Regions from separate parts of the Mus musculus genome. Here region 1 is linked to region 2. A link is a contact called in public promoter capture Hi-C data. All regions are on one chromosome and are shown on one strand. Each heading gives the region's core, a stretch centred on a gene start, on an enhancer-like site or on the middle of the called end of the contact. The rest is flanking DNA. Distances are from core to core; before and after follow the strand shown.

The links. Promoter capture Hi-C pulls out the DNA fragments that hold promoters and counts their contacts.
Region 1: a contact with region 2 is called in a promoter capture Hi-C map of 3T3-L1-derived adipocytes, with 3 times the contacts expected there. The contact joins the enhancer-like site here to the promoter of Enpp3 in region 2. A contact is called at or near these places in 4 of 39 promoter capture datasets (3T3-L1-derived adipocytes, HPC-7-derived erythroid cells, cranial neural crest and 1 more), 1 of 15 datasets of contacts at CTCF or cohesin (the NIH/3T3 cell line), 5 of 115 datasets of contacts at active chromatin or transcription factors (embryonic basal ganglia, embryonic hindbrain, embryonic stem cells and 1 more) and 3 of 9 other capture datasets (adipose tissue, liver and macrophages).

The regions. Positions count from the first base shown.
Region 1 is chr10:25,218,927-25,226,142 of GRCm38.p6, reverse strand. Akap7 (A kinase (PRKA) anchor protein 7) reads left to right here. Exons shown (of 8, transcript NM_001379238.1): 7 at 5,385-5,532. Among named protein-coding and RNA genes, the nearest start is that of Gm25016, 44 kb to the left of the region's middle. Within about 2 kb of position 1,597, at least 8 of the 459 cell types and tissues checked have an H3K27ac peak or open chromatin away from gene starts, as enhancers often do.
Region 2 is chr10:24,830,576-24,837,979 of GRCm38.p6, reverse strand. Enpp3 (ectonucleotide pyrophosphatase/phosphodiesterase 3) reads left to right here and starts at 1,785. Exons shown (of 25, transcript NM_134005.2): 1 at 1,785-1,964; 2 at 6,174-6,249. The coding sequence starts at 1,887.

The DNA.
Region 1 (7,216 bases), core at 348-2,847, 390 kb before region 2:
GAAGTCAACACCTAGGGTGAACATTAGAAGTCAGCTGTGCAGAATTTTGGTAAAACAGTTGGCGTTTGTCGTTTATTACAGTTCATGAGTGGAGGAGGTGGGTTTGCAGGCGTTCTTGTATCTCTCATTTCTTTGGGGCTGCTGAGGTGAGTTGGTGGGTGAAGGTGCTTTCTGGAAAGCCGGAAAACTTTAAGTTCAATCTCCAGGTTCCACACGGGGAGGAGGGGACCCGTTCCCTCTGAGTTGTCCTCTGACCTCCAAATATGCACTGAGCCATGCCCCATCCAAGTAACTTACCAAATAACTAACTAAGTTAAATGAGAATAAAACGACACGGGCACACATGCACACACACACATGAGTAAATGCATACACGTGCATGCACAAGTACAACCATGCATGAATGCATGCACACACAGAGAAAGAAAAGCATTTAGAAGACAAGTAAAATCATTGTCATTTTCTCAGAACTTTTAAAAAAATATTAGACACCCGGTTTTATTTAAAAGCTAGCAAACAAAACCTCTATTGGCTCTAAAACCACACATCAACCCCCCACAGTGATGGAGAGTGACTTCAGTGCTCTGCCTGAATCTAGCCTCTACAAAGGTCAACTGGAAGAAGTAAAGGAGAGTCTGGCACTAAAGAACATCATAAACCCAATAGACACAAAACACATCCTGTTGGGTCTAGCGGTCTTTCCGGTCTGTTCTCCATTCCCTCTGGCTCTACCCCTCTTTCTGCAGGGTTACCTGAGCCCCGAGGGGAAGGATTTGACAGAGGCATCCTGTTTAGTACTGAGGGTGCCAAGGTCTCTCACTCCACACATTTTTCCAGCTGTGAGTATTTGTTCCCATCTACTGCAGGAGGAAGATTCTCATGATGGCTGAGCACTGAGCAAGGCACTGACCTATGAGTCTAGCAGAATATTGCTAGGAGTTATTTTTACTGCTGCGTGTGCCCTTAGCACAGTGGTTCTTAACCTTCCCAACACTGCAACTCTTGGATAGTTCCTCATGTTGTGGTGACCCCGACCATAAAGTTATTGCTACTTCATAGCTGTAATTTTGCTGCTGTCGTGAATTGTAGTGCAAGCGCCTGCATGCAGGATATCTGCTATCCCACAGAGGTGGAGGTGCACATGTTGAGGACTGCTTCTTTGGCAGAACAGTAGCACTTGATTTTCCACTAGGTCCCTGGCCTATCTGATCTCCAGGTAATGTTGGAGATAGGCTCCGCCTCACAGGGTGTGGCTTAAATCTCATTATATACTGGCTGGTCACTCCCACAGGCCTAGTGCCCCCACGGCACTAGCACATCTTGCAGGCAGGACACCACTGGAGATTAAAGAGTTTGTAGCTGGGTTGGTGTTTAACTTTCTCCTTTGGTAATGTGCAGAGCACCTTCCTGAACCGTGAACATGAACTAGTCAGTAGGCGTGAGGGCTTCTGTTAGGCACCAGCTCTACTTCTCCATGTTTAGTGAGTTGTACATGTTGTCTGCAGCGACAGAGCCTTGCTCTCACTGAGAACAACCAATAGCCCTGGCAGTACCCTGGGTCTTTTGGGAGTTCCCAATGGGATCCATATGGCCAGCAACTCAATTAGCTATGACTCATTTCCTGTAGTAGAAAGTTCATTTGGAGGTGAGAACTATCCAGTTGGGGCCCATCTCCTTTGTTATTAAGCCGTTTCCTTTAGGTAGCCTTCATACATGTATATATTTTAGAAAGCTTCTACTGCATTAGGTTGCATACAATTTTTCGAATGGCCTTGAGTTTTATCCGTATCTCTTTTAACCTGTCTCCCTCACCCTTACCGTTTGATCCTCCCATTCATTCCAGTTACCCCTACCCTCCTCCATCCATAACTGTCCATCTCCCCATCTTAGGGAGATCTGTTCTCTCCCCACCCCAGGTCCCTCACTCTATCTGTAGCCTCTGTGGTTATATGGATTGCAGCTTGCTTATTAAAGACTTACCAACTAAAATCTACACAATCTATATAAGCTAATATATATCATAATTGCCTTCCATAGACTGGCCTCTGACCAGATGTTACTTTATATGGTCTGGGTGACCTCACTCAGGATGATCTTTTCTAGTTCCATCCACTTACCTGCAAATTTCATGATGCCATTAAAAAAATAGTTGAGTAAGAGTTTTTGGTGTAAATGTGCCATGTTTTCTTTATCTATTCATCCATTGATGGACATCTAGGCTGTTTCCAATTCGGGCTGCTATGAAAACTGTGGCAGTGAACATGGTTGATCAGGTGGCTCTGTAGTGTCCTTTGAGTATTTGCCTAAGGGACACATTTATACCCAGCTTCCTGAGGAGCTCCAACATTGATTTACATAGTGGCTGCACAAGCATGCACTCCCACCAACAATGGATGAGTGGTCCCCATTCTCCACTTCCTCGCCAGCAGGAGCTGTCAGAGCTCTCTCTTGGCTGTTCTGACTGGTATAGGGTGAAATCTCAAAGGGGTTTTGAATTGTAGTTCCCTGATGCCTTAAGGGTGTTGAACATTTCTCGAAGTGTTTCTTGGCTATCTGTCATTTCTCTTTTGAAAATTCTCTGTTTAGATATATACCACATTTTTAATTGGGCTGTTTTCTTACATCTAATTTTTTGGGTTCTTCATATAAACTCATATTGTCCCTCTATCAGGTGTGTAGTTATTTAAAACAATTTCCCATTCTGTAGCCTGTGTGCTGCTTTGTCGGATGGCATCCATTGCCACACAACAACTTTTTAGTCTTATGAGGTTCCACTTATTGTCATTGTTCCTGTGCTATTGGTGTTCTGATTAGAAAGAAAGCTGTGTGCTGGTGTGTTGCCGACTACTCCTCACGTCCTCTCCTGTCAGCTTCAATGTATCTGGTTTTATGTTGAACTCTTTGATCCATTTGGAGTTGAATTTTGTGCAGGGTGATAACAATTTATCTATTTGCATTCCTCTACATGCAAACAACCAATTTGACCAATCTGTCTTTTTTTCTTTTCACTATGTATTTTTGGCTTCTTTATCAAAAACCAGGTGCCCATAGGTGTGAACTTATTTCTGGGTCTTAAATTGAATTCCATTGATCACATGTCTGTTTCTATGCCAATACCATGATGATTTTATTACCATAGTTCTGGAGTACAACTTGAAATTGGGAATAGTGATACCCCCAGCAGTTCTTTATTTGCTTGGGATTATTTTAGTATCTTGGGGGTAGGGGATTGTATTTCCATATGAAGCCGAGAATTGGCCTTCCAAATTCTGTAAAGAACTGTGTTGGGCTTTTGATGGGGATTGCATTGAATCTGTAGGTTCCTTTTTGTACAATGGCCCTTTCTTTCTTTCTTTCTTTCTTTCTTTCTTTCTTTCTTTCTTTCTTTCTTTCTTTCTTTCTTTCTTTCTTCTTTTTTTTTTTTTTTTTTTTTTTTTTGAGACAGGGTTTCTCTGTGTAGCCCTGGCTGTCCTGGAACTCACTTTGTAGACCAGGCTGGCCTTAAACTCAAAAATTCACCTGCCTCTGCCTCCCAAGTGCTGGGATTAAAGGCGTGCGCCATCACACCCGGCCTCTCACAATGGCCATTTTTTACTATAGTAATCTTACCAGCACACGAAGGTGTCTCCATCTACTGACATCCTCTTAAATGTCTTTCTCTGCTGTTTTCAGTTATATATATATATATATATATATATATATATATATATATATATATATATATATGTGTGTGTGTGTATTTTTTATTATTATTATTATTATTTTATATTAATCAAGTCTTTCACCTTCCTGGCTAGAATTACCCAAAAATATTTTATTATTTTTGAGACTATTGTGAGAGTTGTTTCCCTGAATTCTTTCTCAGTTTGTTAGTCATTCGTATATAGGAAGGCTATTGATTTTTGTGTATTGATTTTGTATCCTGCTGTTTTTCTGAACGTGTTTATCAGCCCTATAGAGCTTTCTGGTAGAATTTTTAGGGTCATTTATGTATAATAAATACTATCATACCATCGTCAACTAAAGATAGCTGGACTTCTTCCCTTCCCATGTGTATATACTCTCTTGATCTTCTTCAGTTGTCTTATTGCTTTAGCTAAGACTTGAAGTACTGTATTGAATAGGTATGGAGAGAACAGACAGCATTCTCTTATTCCCTCTTTTCCTTTACATGGATGTTGGCTGTGGGCTTGTTGTAAATCACCCCTGTTATACTGACATGTATTCCTTGTATCCCAAATCGACCTGGGACTTTTATTATGAAGGGGAGTCAGGGATATCCCATAGTGTTCAGCCTTTGCAGGTATAATAGAGTTCTCAAACTGAGTTGAGAAGGGCTATAAGTGGGGGGAGGGGAGGCAGGGAGCAGTTAAACACGCAACACAAGGATTTCTTACTATACTATTAACTATCAAGGGCAACAGCCTACTAGATAAATAACATGATACTTCATACAGTGGAGCATGTAGAAACGAAAGCATCTTGCAATCTGTATATTAATATTGATGTGGCAAATTTACTGAAATAATGGAAGTGGCTTTTAAGAAGCACTGAGGCTAAAACCATATTCATGTGAAAATTAAAAACTGACTTTCATTTGCATAGGGAAACTGAAATAGAACAAGACCACATGGTCTCCTGTCCTCATAGGGAATTTCTAGAAATCTTTATTATTAATAGGGGAAATTGTATTAGTAGAAAGTCAAAATTAGTAGAAAAAGTAAAACTCAGTGTCTGTGTCTTGGGTCTCTTGAGGTTGCAGTGTCAGGACACTGTCGTATTGAGGAGAGGGGATGATGTTTCCTGCCGGGAGGTTACAGTAGCACCAAGAGGACCTTGCTACAGTCGTCAGCACCTGCTGCCCTTGCTGTACAGGAAACCAGGAGAGGCAGATGGAGAAAGATGCAGAAGACCCACTGGTCTCCCTGCCCTGTGTACTATGAGAAGGTTCCCCTCCCTCTGAAATACAGATCCGCAGTGCTTCAAAACCACCGGTCCATCCGGTCCATGGTGCAAATGGTTACTCTGCCCCTGATGGTTGCTCTGCCCTTGATCTGTCTCATCTCATGGTTTCTCAGCTCTGATGCTTAAAGATGTACTGAGTTTCAAGTGCACCACATCAGATTAGCACTCTTAATTGATGGCTTTAAATACAGCCCTCCCCAAGCCTAGAGACTTAAAACCAAAACCAAAACCAAAACCAAAACCAAAACCAAAACCAAAACCAAACAAAAAACCCAACAGTTTTGTGGCATCTATTTTCAAGTGCTGGGAGGCAGTTCTGAATCCAAAATGTACTATCAGGTTCTGAAAGATTGATAGACGTATGATCTGGCTGCCCAGTGAAATGAGTGCCTGACATGGATTTGTTTTGTCCTTTCAAGGGAGTGAGAAAAATCGAGCCTGGATTGTATGAACAATTTATCGACCACAGATTTGGAGAAGAACTATTGTACCAGATAGATCTCTGCTCCATGCTGAAGAAAAAACAGAGCAATGGTTATTACCACTGTGAGTCTTCCATCGTGATCGGTGAGTTCTGTTGAGAACATCGTTCAGTACAGTTATTCATTATTTCTTGACATCACTTCTAAAATAAATATTTCAGGTTACTTGTGTACTTTTCAATTCACTGCAGGTTTTGTTTGTTTGCTTTGTGGTTGTTGCTGTTTTGTAACACCGCAGCGGAAAAAGTGGAGAGAACTTTTCTCTCCGCCTCTTAGGTCTTGAAATGTCCATGGAAATTTGTTCCAGTTTAATTTTATTTCATGGGCATAAAGAAAACACATTCTTCAGGGCGCATCACGTGGCCACACTGCTCCCCAGCTGGCCTTAGCATGGTAGCTGCTATTAATAATGGCTAGTGACCGGCTCCGGAAATTTCACTACGGGAAGAAGAAGTATAGGTGGCCTGTGACAGTCAAGACTTTGTTGCTTCTCTAAAGAAAACATACTTGAGGGGAAGCCAAGACCCACACAGAGATGGCTCGGTGCTCATGCGTGAAGGCTCCTGCAGGGTTCGATGAGACCAACCCGTTAGTTCCCAGGAGGAAAGTGTGTACACAGGAAGAAACTTCCCTTAAGCAGGCAGCTGCCATCACCTGCCTTCTGGAAGGTGGGTACGTTTCGCAGGAGCCTGCCCTGTGGGACTCAGCTGTACTGTTTCTAGCGAGACACCACTGCCAAGAAGTGAACTTGAAGACAACCTGATTTACATGCCTTTAAAGTAACATGAAGATATATATATATATACACATTTGTAAATATTTCAAGTTCTTCGGCCAAAGTGATTTCTCACCATCTCAATTAAAAGGATCTATTTGTATCCTAAAAGAACCATCATATAACTGAAGTTTATCGAAGGTTTTTAAAAAAATGTTCAAGAGGCAATTTTATTTTCGAGTCCTCGTTACAGAGTGTGACAGACATCATCACCCCAAAGGTCCGTTTTAAACTGAAGATTTAAAGTGGAGTTTGAGTTTTGAGTTTCACATCTGAAACCCTCCTCCTATTTCAAGGAGGATGTTCATGCTTTCAGAACCCGAGCAGGGGCCCTCTTCTGTCAGGTTCAGCTGACTTTCACACAGAGGGGCGATGCAGATCCTCTGTGCAGTGTGGATTTTGGCGAGTTTTCCAGGTTCCACTGTAACTAGGTTAGAGCAACCTCAAAAGGGGGTGTGGAGCTTCATTCGCTTCCAGCTGATTAAGACAATGAAAAGGTCGGATTTTATGGAAGATCCTGAAATTTGCATTATAAAACCTATTGTGTACATCCGACCAGTGGCCAGCAGGGGGCTCTGTTCCACCAGCTCCAGCAGGTTTTCTGCATTCCTGTTCTTTTGCAGGCTGGTCATCACATTTCCTCCACTGTAGAGAGTGTTTATCCATCCTCCATCTTCTACTGCAGAGTGACCGTTTCATCTGCCCTGACCAATTCTGATTTTTTTGTACCATTTAACATTTAAACTGTATTTTGTTTATTACGGATACTTTATTTTTTTCTACCTATCTCGTTTAATTATGACAATATGACTTTTAAAATGATGCCTCCTTCTAACGTAATTTATTATAATTAAGTGTAATCTAAACTGGAGTTGCCCCCTTTTCTTTGCGTCTATGCCTGCATAGAGGCCTGGGTCTCTCCTCTGTTACTCTCCACCCTGTTTTTGAGGCAGTGTGAGGCTGGAGCTCACTGGTTGTAGAGTGGCTGCTGAGC
Region 2 (7,404 bases), core at 536-3,035:
GAGGCATAGTGGCTATGAATCCCAGGAGAGTAAGGCAGGGAGAGCTCTGAGTTCAAGATCATCTGGAATAAAGCAAGTCCCAGATCCAGGCTTGGTGGTACACACCTTTAATCTGGTCCACACCCCACACCTTCTGCTGGATTCCAATTTGTGGACATTGGAAGAAGGAAGACTCTTTTCTTTGACTGCTTGCCTTGTGGGACTGAGTAGCTGTTAGAGCCTTGGACTTCCATTCATAGCTGCTGCTGACCATTGTTGGGGAGTTGGACTACAGACAAATTCCCTTCCTATATAGAGACTACCCATAAGTTCTGTGATTCTAGAGAACCCTAACAAAATACCATATAATGCAAAAAACAGTGAAAACATAGTATCTTAGTCTATCAATGTGAAGAGACACTATGACCAAGGCAACTTTTATCAGAGAAAACATGTAAGTGTGGACTTAGGTATATTTTTGAAGGTTAGTCTATTATCATCTTGCCTGGGAGCACAGTACTGGAGAAGACAGTACTGGACAGTACTGGAGAAGTAGCTTTGGAGAGTTTTGCATCCTGATCCATAGGTAGGAATATATCTATCCATCCCTCTATCTATCTATCTATCTATCTATCTATCTATCTATCTATCTATCTATCTATCTACCTACCTATCTATCTATTTATTTCTCCATCTATCTACTGAGACTGAGAGAGAGGGGGGTGGGGGAAGAGGGGGAGGAGACAGTGGACTTTTGAAACTTCAAATCCCACCCTCAAGGGACACACTTTTTCCAACAAGACTACACCTCTTAATCCATCTGATTCCTAGAAATAGCGCCACTCTCTGGTGACTAAGCACTCAAATATATAAGCTTATGGGAGCCCTTCCTATCAAACCACCACACATACTATTTTGTCGTTTGCTTTAAAATAATTCTTAAACTGTAGACATTCTAAAATGTAAGATACACTCCTCTCATAATTAAAAAAATCTTTATAGTAGTTTCAGAATTTCTATTATAATCAAACACATTTTATTTTGTTTTAATTACTTAATGTATATTGTGTGTGTGTGTGTATGTTGGGGGCGGGGTGTGTGTGTGTGTATGAGTGCAGGGGGCCTTGGAGGACAGAGGAGGAAATCGGGTCCCCGGAGCTGGAACTGCTGAGCAGCCTGACAGAGGTGCTGAGATCTGAACTTTCTCTGCAGAAGCAAGCAAGAGCTCATGACTGCTGAGCTGTCTCTCCAGTCCTCCAGTCCTTTAATAAATGTACTAGCTTGCAACTGCAGCATGACATCTATATGGATGTACAAACTCCCTGTACAGGGCTTCTTGTCAGCCTTTGGAAGATTGAGATAGGAGGGCTTGGAAAACCACTCTGACTAACATGGTATATGATACTGCCAAACACACAAACAGAAACAAAACCCAGAAAGCAACCGAGCTGGGGTGGAGCTCAGCTGGTATGAAGCCATGGATTCAGTTCCCAGCAATTTGTAAATTGGGGGACACATGATGTAATCCTGGTGCTTAGGAGATAAGAAGTGACACAAGTTCTTTCCACAGACAAAAACAAAACAAATGAGTAGCTTTTTATAAGTGTGATTAATATTCTATTCTTGCTATCTACATATCCCGATTAGTATGCATTATTACTTCTAAAGCTGTAAAGAACTGCTGTCCACAATGTCCGAGAGAGAAATGGACTTTATTCTGTGGGCAACGCTGTTTGTTAACAAGGCTTTTCCCTCTTCAATTGACCAATCGCTACAGAGCTCTGCTTTTCTCCCGGATTTAAAAGTCAGTCACAGCTGGGGCAGGCAGGACAGTTCCTTTTTCCCTCCCCAGAGGGAAGAAAGAGCCTTATTTTCTGGCTAGACAGGTTTACACAGCTACGGGAACAATGGATTCCAGGCTAGCATTAGCCACAGAGGAGCCCATTAAGAAAGACAGTCTCAAGAAATACAAGATCCTTTGTGTGGTAAGCAAAACTGTTCATTTTAGTCTTACAAGCTTGGTGGCAGATTGAAGTGCCTGCCTTCCCACTTAGGCTTGCTTGTGTCGCTATTAAGTCAGAATGTGAAGTAATTGTGTCCAGCATTAGGTTTGTTTGTGTTGCAATTTAGGTTAGAATGCTAAGTTATTGTGTCCAGCATTTCTGACAGAAATCTGAGACCGTGCTGGACTGATTTTGTTTTCCACGTGTTTATAATTAGAGCGCAAGCAATTTTTGACTGGTACGAATACTGTACGAGCAAGAATTTAGCAACTGAAATCACTTGACACATACGTCTTAAGGATCTGTTGATCTTTATCAACATTTCATTCTGTTTATTTACCATGTGGAGATTACTTCTTTTGCTTCCTTCCTCACTTTGCTCTGTTCCCCCCCCCCATATGAATTAAGTGCTCCTTTAGAGACTAATCCACCCCCCTCCCCTGTTTCCTATCTGAATGTCCCTAACAATACATGAATGTTGTTGAGGGTTTTATCTTTTTCTTTCTTTTTTAAAACGTTCTCTCCCCCTGCTTCCTGGATAATCTTGAAACGCTCGTTTCCAAGACATACTTGCTTTTTGACGGACTTATCTTTATCTTCATTGAATGTTACTCAAGACCTCACTCTACATCCTTCTTACCCAGTGATCTTTTCTTTAGGCAATCTGTGTGTTCCCCTGAGATGTTAAATGATACCTTCCCCCAACCCAAGCCACCATCATCTCCGACTTCTTTTTGGATGTCTCCTGCCTGACTACTCACCCAGCACCTCCAGCCAAAACCAAATGCAGTATTTTTTTTCACATCTGGCTGGCTGCAGCTGCTCTCAGATTCCTCGGGCTAACATATGTCAGCTCTCCTTTCTGTTTCCCAAGAAAGGTCAAGCAGTTTGTAGCTATGACCCGTGAGGACAACAAATCCTCAGTAGCTCCTCAGAGTTTATCTTTCCAGGACTTACACAGCCCTCCTTGCGGCTTTCTTGCCCTTACCTTTGTCTTAGTTTGTCACTCAAGGAATCAAACCCCTTGGGAGCTAAATCTGGGTCCTAAATGTATTTTTAGATTGTTCTTTTCTTTTTCTTCCTGAGGCACCTGTGGGCAGGCACACAGGCTCAGGTTTCTTTCCCCAGGACACTTCCTACTCTTTCTCTAGAGACACTGGGTTTCAATGGGGCCTGGGGCTTGTGGATTAGCATAATTATGCTGGCCCTGGAGCCTTGAGGATGCTCCTGGGCCTTCTGCAGCTGTGCAAATGGACAGGCCCCACCCTGATGATCTGGGTCCTTGTGTTTATAATGTAAACACTGAACTGAAGGAGGGTAGCTCTCTGGCCCAAGGATATAGACATTTACTCTTTCTAGCACATTTTCTTCTTCCTTATTTTGGGGTAGGGATTGGGGGTGGTTCCGAGACAGGGTTTCTCTGTGTAGCCCTGGCTGTCCTGGAATTCTATAGACCAGGTTGACCTCGAACTCAGAAATCCACCTGCTTCTGCCTCCTAAGCGTGTGCTACCACTATCTGGCTTCTTCTCCCTTATAAGGAAGTTCACTTTTTTGTTTGTTTGTTTGTTTGTTTGCTTGTTTTTTGTTTTTTGAGACAGGGTTTCTCTGTCCTGGAACTCACTTTGTAGACCAGGCTGGCCTCAAACTCAGAAATCCGCCTGCCTCTGCCTCCCGAGTGCTGGGATTAAAGGTATGGGCCACCACGCCCGGCGGAAGTTCACTGTTTTAAAATCGTATCTGGAAAAGGACTCTAATTGTTCCATTTCTTTCTTTCTTTTAAGTTTCAGTGAAAACTTTAAAGGTTTCAGTGGGTATCATGGTACAAACCTGTAATTATAATACTTAGGAGGTAGAGGCAGTAGGGTCAGCTACATACTGAGTTTAAGGCTGGCTGGGCTGATCTCAAAAAGCAAACAACAGAACAAAACTGAAAAATAACACACTTACAGATCTCTACACATCCCTCCTATACTTTATTTAGACAAGCTGAAACCAAATGTTGGGCTCTACATGTTTCAGAATGATGTTCTGAATCTAGAACATTTTTCCTAGTTTGTATTCAGCATAAGGTAAGAAGCTTTAAATAAAGTACACATTAAATGAAAGGAAAGGAGGCCTGGAGAGATGGCTCAGGGGTTAAGAGCACTCACTGGCTGCTGAGTTCAATTCCCAGCAACCACGTGGTGGCTCACAACCATCTGTAAATGGGATCCGATGCCCTCTTCTGGTGTGTCTGAAGACAGCTACAGTGGACTCATTTAAATAAAATAAGTAATTCTTTAAAAAAAAAAAAAGGAAGGAAGGAAGGAAGGCAAGCATAAACACAGGGAATAAATACAAAACCATGAAAAATATAAATTTTAACATTACAAAATTTTAAAACATAAGGACAGACAGATACTGTCCTTAGAAAATTTAAACAGAAAAAAAAAACCCACAAAAGAAAAGGTGTAGGTCAGAATATATTAATCTGTAAATCTATAACGCACCAAATTTACTGTAAGGAGTTGACCAACGCTGGCTTTAGTGCTTTCTGATAAGTCTGGTAGGGATATCTGTGGTTCCTGGACTCTGCACCTAGGCTTAACAGCTAATGTTCTTTCTTTCCCAGTGTAGCCTTGACTGCTGTGGAACACACTTTGTAGACCAGGCTGGCCTTGAAATCAGAGATTGGCCTGCCTCTGCCTCCTCAATGCTGGGATCAAAGATGTGGGCCACCTACTATTCTTAAGTAGTTTACACTCACTGCCTTTGACTGAGCAAGTACACATTCGAAGATCTCTCCCTGTTGTTACTTAGATGCAGTTTGAGACTTCATGGGAAAAGAACTGCTTTAATAATGCATTAATGTGTTTTCTTGGACACTGTGTTAACTTTTATGGTAAATGTTAATGCATCTTTTTTTCAGCTGATTTTCAAAATGCAAACCTCTCAAAGTCAATAGTTTGTGCAATTGCTTATTACACAAGCAATTTCATTACAGTATTTATTTGTTCTTTTGCAAGGTTTGTTCTTTGCTTTTAAATTATAACCAAACTTATTTTATTTTCAAAAGTAATTTGAACTCATTACCATTGTTAGCATTATTTTAAATTTTTTAAATTACAGTTATTGGGGAGGGGGCACATATACAGAAGCTTGAAAACAGAACGCTTCGGGTGTGTGTGGGGGGGGTGTGCTTTCTATTTCTATTCTGTGGGACCCAGGGATCAAACTCAGGTCACTGGGCCTGGCAGCAAGCATCCTCACTCACTGAGCCATCTCACTGGACCCTGTATGGCACGTACAGCCCCACTCGCCCATTCTTATCACTTGAACTCACGACTTAGGTAAAAGAGAATCAAGCCACATCACCGTTTAATCTGATTGAAGCTCCAAGTCTCCTATGCTACATAACTTTGTGAGCAGGAGTGATTCCTGTGAACTCAACACTCTCTGGTCAAGAAGCTCCCAGATCATGTGACGTCAAAAGTGTTCATGAACTAAAGAACGAAGGAAAAACCCTTTCGGTTAACGACTTGCACACTGTGCGTTGACATGTGTTAATTATTTTCCTTGTCCTCTGGCTAACTAGCAATGAGGTACTTAAGGCTTTCACAGGTCTACAGGATGCCGGAGTCTATTCATACAAATAGGGACTTTCAAGGGAAAGTCTAGAAAGGAAGAAAAAAAGAAGGGAAAGGTATATATATATATATATATATATATATATATATATATATATGTAAGTCTGGAGTTAAACTCAATGTATTTGAAATATGGGAGTGTTTGAATCTGGACATCTATAGTACAAGATCTACAGAACATTTTCTCATGGGACTAGGAAGTATCTCAGTTATTAGAATAGCATGTGTGAAGTCCTGGATTTGATCTCAAGGCCTGGAGGAGGTAGGGTGGATGAGGGAGTTTAAGATCATCCTCGGTGACACAGTAAGTCTGAGGTTAGCCTAGGCTACATGGGAACTGGTTTCAAAAGCAGGTTTGAAGAAAAACAAATAATTATTTTCCAAATCTCCTTTTTATCGGACATTAAATGAAACCACGTGCTTTTGTTGCTGCTGCGTCTGATACCTCTGGTAATTAGCATGCTGCCTGGACTGTGAATTGGTTGCAGTCTAGAGGAAAGGTACGTATCGGTCATTTTGTTTGGTTTTAAAAACCACAGCGATGACTTCTCCTTTCTGTAATAGGTTCTTCTTGCTTTGTTGGTGATTGTATCGCTTGGATTGGGGCTGGGACTGGGACTCAGGAAACCTGAAGAACAAGGTACATCCCCAGGCATTTTTTGCAAAATACATGCCCCCCCAACCCCTCAAACAGTCTCTTCTTTCTTCTGACTTTAACTCCTTGGAACCTGTCTGTTCTCCCGCCCCCAAGCCCTCCCCTACCTCCCTCACAACTAATGTTACTCATTGTTGCTCGTGGACTTTCCTCTTTTACCCTGACACACAGAAAGGAAAACAAAGTCCAGAGGAGTGGGGGGCGGGGGGGGGGGGGGGGGACGGACACGGGACGGACTAATCACAGACATCCTGCCCCAGTTCCTATAGCAGCTAGACTCGTCTGATGGCTCTGTCCAGCCTCTTGACCCTCAAAGTCTTTGTTGCTATTGTTATCTCCTCTGTGCATTGATAGCATATTAACACTGTCACATCATTCATATCCCACTATAAAGTTAATCAATGCCAAATTCTTAAAAAGTAGATCACACTAAAAGCTTCATTTTTTTTTCTTATAAGAAACAAAGAAAAATAGGTGATATATAATCTTAATTATAAGATCATATTCCCTTTGTTTTATCTTACTGGTATGGATAGCAAATATACCATTTATAAGTAATAATGCAAGCATTTTATATAATTTAAAAATTTAAAATCTTATTTAGTATCATGTATATGTGCAGTGTGTGTGTGTGTCCAGCATACATGTGGAAATCAGAAGGCAAGAACCTGGGGAGTTGGTTTTCTCATTCATTATGAGACTTACTGGCACTCAACTCAGGTTGCCAGGCCCCCATGAGAAACACCTTGACTTTCTGAGCTGACTTACTTCTTCTATAGTTCTCAGTAGACTGTGTTGGTGTTTTAACTCGGCTGAAGTATGAACTCACTTGATGTCCCTCTCAATGCGACTGATACATTTTACTGAGAAAGGATTTAGCAACTCTGTAGCAGGGAGGCTCCCGGGGAGGTTAGCTGACAATTTCCCAGTCACATTTCCATCTGAGAACTGACCCACAGTTCTTCTATACAACATAGGAACACAGAGATTTAAAAAAAAAAAAAAAAAAGTTGACATTAGCTGGAAAATTCCTGTCATCTTGTGGTCACCAGACTGCTGTCTCTGAGGGGCGTGGCCGATCCTGGCTAGAGTGAACATTGGCAAGCTCTTTCAGTGTTATCATAATGTGGTTGATACATA